Regions from separate parts of the Gossypium hirsutum genome. Here region 2 is linked to region 1. Evidence: chromatin contacts called from public Hi-C data. All regions are on one chromosome and are shown on one strand. The core of a region is the stretch at or near the end of the contact, and the rest is flanking DNA. Distances in the headings are between cores, read along the strand shown. Region 1 has its middle 3.6 kb from the start of LOC107934275. Region 2 holds the start of LOC107934272.

Region 1 (2,605 bases), core at 27-2,526:
AATTGATTAAAATAATAAAAATAAAGGGCAAAATGGTCTAAAATTTAAGATTATGTCCGTAATTTAAGATTACTTAAGAAATGGACCATAATGAGATTACACCCTATATTACAAGATGGTTAAAATGTTGAAATTCAAACACTATAATTTCATTCTAAAATATAACATTAATAAAATGTTACATTTGACGAATCAAAGTCCGCTTAATATAAAATGGAATGTGTATATTTATATAATAATTATATTCTTCATATTCATATGTATAAAACAATAATATTTATGAAAGAAATAAAGGCAAAATAATATGTTTCCATATCTTGAAACAAAGTCTTTTTTAAATTTCCATTCAATGAGTTTAAAGTCAAATTATGTGTATTTGATAGGTTTTATAGTATGAGAAGTTGTAACCTTCCAAGATTTGTCTTGAGTTTTTCTAAATTCATTCTTGCTTAAAACAATTCAAAGGCAATATGTTCGAGATAGAGGTAATGTATTCTCTAATTAGGGCATTTAAAAGGATAAATTTTCTATTTTTTAGATTCAACCCCTCAATGTTGAATTCAATCCTACTCAAATTACAAATGATGTTGATATCTAAAGGACAAAACTAATTAGCCAAGTGAATAACATTAGAATCGAGTGTACTAATTCTTATAGTTTTCAAAATATTAACTTAATATCAACTAGCGAGTCAAGATAGGAACATCAAAACATCAATTTTCCGACTAGACTAATTACTACAAGTAAAACGTGTATCCTAAAATTCATTTTTATTCCTTTGAAGATAGTTCATGACGTTCGTGATGTTTCATTCAATGAACCTCATTGGATTTATTTTGGAGTTTTGAAAACATTTTCAATTTAGGGAACCTTTTCTATTTTGATTAATTTCTATTTTTTTTGGGGGGGGGAATTTGATATCTAATAATTCTTATTTTTAAATATTTACCATTTTAAAAGGGCTAAATTTCGGACAATCCAGATAATATTTTTGACATTTGGGAAGTTACTAAAGATGTCCTGGCAAGATGTAATAAGTACTGAAAACATATTTGGATTCCGATAACTTTTCATTTTTGAGTTTTTCTTACATGTTGGACTTTTTGTAACCAACTTTTAACTCTTTTAGGACTAGTTTTCATAATGTTGATTTTTATTTTTTATTTAATTATTAATTGAGTCATTTGGGCTTGAGTTAAGGCCCTATTATGTGCTGCCCATGTTGGGCATTGACTAATTACTTCGGCGACCGAAGAAGGCCCAATAGGTGTAGCAACCTATAACGAATGAATAGCCCAAGAAGCCGATAAAAGAAGCAAGTGACGGCAGCCCAATGGTCCATGTAGTAGCCGGCCACATTGGAGTTACTTAAAGGCTAAGTTTTAAGACTTTTAAAGACTAAATTACCCAAAAAGGCCCTTTTCCATGCATATTTACGAATGAGCCGGTTACACCATTATTTACTGAAAAAGACCGATTTTTACAAAACGCGCCTACGTGGCTACGTTTTAGGGGGAAAAGCTAGGAAATCGCTCCCTTGAGAAAGTGTTTTTTGCCACGTCAGCCAAAAACGCGCTTACATGGAGGCGTTTTCTTGATGCGGCAAAAAACACTTACTCAAAGGAGCGAATTGCTCCATGTTTTTAGATGTTAGGGATATTTTCATGTTTAGTCCCTATGGTTTTTTTAGGGTTAGGGTTTAATGATTAGATTTTTGTTAAAACAAGTTAGGGTTTTAAAGTTTTAATAGTTTTTAAAAAAAATCAATATTTAGTGTTATTTAAAAAAATTATTTAAATTAGGGTTAATGATTTTAAAATAAATTAAGTTAGGGTTTTAAATAAATTAGGACTTAGGGTTTATGGTTTATGGTTTTAAATAGATTAAGTAAATTAGGGTTCTAGGATTTTAAATAAAATAAGTTAGTGTTTAAAATAAATTAAATTAGGGTTTAAGGTTGATTAAATTAAGGTTTTTGTTTTTAAATAGATTAAGTAAATTAGAGTTTTAGTGTTTTAAATAAATTAAGTTAGGGTTTAAAATAAAATAAATTAGCATTTTGAGTTTATTAAATTAGGGTTTATATTTTTTGGTTAAAATTAATTAAATTAGGGTTCTGGGGTTTTAAATAAACCATTTCTATTTCTATTTGTTCGAAGGAGATATGTTTATGACCAAGACGAATTAATTCCCCGGCAATTGCTAACACGATCAGATATTTTTGAAATTATAAAAAAATAATACTAATTTAGAAAAAAATTTAAAGTAAATAACTAATTATAAAGATTTTTTCTGTGAAATAATAGGAGTGGGGAGGTTTATACTTTTTTTTTTACCGTTGGAACCCCCCAACAGTAAAAAAGAAATTACCCGTTGGTATTTTAAAAAGCCAGAAAATCGCTCCCTTGAGGTAGCATTTTTTGCCATGTCAGCAAAACACTTCCACGTGGACGCGTTTTGCTGACGTGGCGAAAAACGCTTCCTCAAGGGAGCGATTTTTTGACTTTTTCCCCTTAAAACGCGGTCATGTAGGCACGTTTTTATAAAAATCGGCCCTTTCCAGTAAATAATGGTGTAATCGGCCCATTTCCGTAAATATGCATGG
Region 2 (2,605 bases), core at 51-2,550, 270 kb before region 1:
ATGACATATAGAGATCAATTTTTAGCAACATAAATAAAAAATTTAAACAAATAAATTAATTTACTCCTTAATTTAATGTATAATAATTAATGTCTATATTTTAATAAGGGCTTACTCCTAATATTTATAGTTATAAATATTTGTTAACATTGTTTTGAATAATGATGAGTTTTCTAACAAATTTAAATCATGAAGGGATAAATGAAGGCTAAATTCAATGTTGGCGACCAAGTAATATTTTTAATTTTCTACCCATCAGAACAAGTGCGGGTCTAGCACTCTAATTTCTTTGTATATTTTAAATTTTATATTAATTCATGAAAAGAAACTAATGATTCAAGATTCTGAAATAAATATAATATTGTCGATATTTACGATACGATGTAAAACACAAACTGCATTTTAATATTAAATCGTACACACTTTGGGGGTTTTAAAATATGTTTTTATCAATTTCTTTTGTTTTATTTAATATAATAAGGTTTAATTACAAAAGAATCCTTCAACTTTATTTCAAACTATACTTGTCTCTTGTGTTTCCCGAATGGAAATGTACCTATTTCAAAACAATTAGGTGAAGTTCAAAAGGAAATTTCTATAAAATAAATGGATTTAGTTTTTGTTATTATCAAATCAAAATTGAGCAGCTCGAATTATTGAATTCAAATATTAATTTAACTTAAATAGTGTGTAAGATTAATTAAGGTTTTTAAATTTTTTTTTCTTAAATTAGTAGTAAACAATCTCAATTCCAACTCAATTTGATTTTTATCTTACAATGTTTTAATTGGAGATAGGAAATATTGTTTCAACTCTTGAAAAAAAACATATAACCACTATTCTATATAAATCAGGATAATTTTATCTTAAATTTAATTTAAAATTTAAAAGTAGAATTAAAAAAAAATTAAAATGTGTTATAAGCCCCTTTACTCAATTTAGCATTCTAATTTTATTTCAAAAACTTTAAATTTTTTCTTTTTTTAATTTAAAAAACATAAAATTAATTATTGATATTATTAATTTTTTCATTAAATTCATGTTCATAATAACATTGTGTTTTTGTTAGTACCTTTTTTATTTCAAAAATATTATATTAACACATCTAACAAAAAAAACTTATCAAGTTTAACAATTAAGCTTAAAATTTAAAATTTAAATTCTTAAAAATAAAAATATTAAACTTTAAATTTACAAAAATACTAAACATATTATAACAAAATTTAACAAAAATAATAATAAATCCTTCGATGGTTTCGCCGACATATATTTATATATCGTTTTTGTCCGAAATACAATGGTCTACAAAGGAATTTCCGATCATAACCTTTGACGTCCGTTATACGAAAATGTTAAAAAATCAAACGGGGAGAGACTTCTGGAGATAACGTTGGACGGACGTTAAGCAGCCTAATCCACAAAGCTTCGTTTCTTTGTTTTAGACCAATTCACCAAACTACAAATCTTCGTTTTAAAATTTAATTTTTTTTACTAAAATTATATATTTTTAACATAAAAGAAAAAAAAGTAAGGAAGAAAATCTCTATTGTCCAATTGTTTCACCTCCAAGCAAAGGGAAGGAAAGACCTTAGACTTTTCATTAAAGCGTTATAAAGATAAGCAAAAGAACATTTCGGACTCCAAGATCAAAGCGGTATTTACGGGTAATTTTTCATACTATGTTTTGTTTTTTTTTTATTAATGGATTTGTTCTATTCTGATCATTATTGTGGTATTTTCGTTTTGGTTTTGATTTGATTTTCTTTCGAGTTTGGGAATTTTGGTTTGGTTTGGGTTCGGTTGGATTGGGTTGTTTGGTTGCCCAGAAAATGGAAATAATTTGTTTTTTTCTTTTCTCATTTTCAGCGGAGAGTGAAAAAAAAAAAAGACCATGAAAATTTTGAGTAAAAGCTGGATTTTCTTTTTTATGGATAGCTAAAGCTGAAAATTTTGGGTTTTTTAATTTGGATATTTATTGTGGGTGTAGCCTATAGGAAGAAACTTTTAAGAAATAAATAAAGGGAAAATTTGAATTCCATATGAAGATGAATAATAAAACAAGAGAGTTAATGAGAAATAGAATGTCAAAGCATCCGATAAACATAGGCTAGGAGTTTCAGTAATTACACAAAGTAAAAAAGAAAAAGAAATGGTTTTGGTTTATTATATTACGAACAGTTGAATCCTTCACTTAGTTTTAAAGTCAAAGCCTGGAATGTTAATTTTGGAAGTCATTTTGCAGTTAAAGCCTCAACTGTTATCCTTACTAACTGAAACTTCTTCTGCATTGCTGTGTGTTATAAGGACCTTTCATTTTGGATAAAAATGGGTGATCATCTGGTTTTATGTGTGGACCGTCTTATAACACCTGAAAGTTTGCAATCAATGCAAGAAACTGAGGCTGCAGGATCTTCCGGTGAAGGTTCTTCTCAAGCCTCTGACCCAAATGCTTGTGCTATTGGTGTTAAGGAAGTGGAAGAACATGGTTGCTGTGATGAAGAAGAACCACTTATACAGACAGCTGAATGCCGTATCTGCCAGGAGGAGGACTGCATTAAGAATTTGGAGACTCCTTGTGCTTGTAATGGTAGCCTGAAGGTATTCA

What was found. A called contact is a pair of places that touch in the nucleus more often than the background predicts.
Region 2: a contact with region 1 is called in a Hi-C map of leaf, with 2.9 times the contacts expected there. The contact joins the promoter of LOC107934272 here to the enhancer-like site in region 1. A contact is called at or near these places in 5 of 34 Hi-C or Micro-C datasets (leaf and seedling).

The regions. Positions count from the first base shown.
Region 1 is chrA12:97,579,617-97,582,221 of Gossypium_hirsutum_v2.1, reverse strand. No RefSeq gene overlaps it. Among protein-coding and RNA genes, the nearest start is that of LOC107934275, 3.6 kb to the left of the region's middle. Within about 2 kb of position 1,276, at least 1 of the 9 cell types and tissues checked has an H3K27ac peak or open chromatin away from gene starts, as enhancers often do. A contact at or near this core is called in leaf, where this site is marked.
Region 2 is chrA12:97,849,258-97,851,862 of Gossypium_hirsutum_v2.1, reverse strand. It overlaps LOC107934272, which reads left to right and starts at 1,300. Exons shown (of 8, transcript XM_016866650.2): 1 at 1,300-1,664; 2 at 2,305-2,598. The coding sequence starts at 2,326.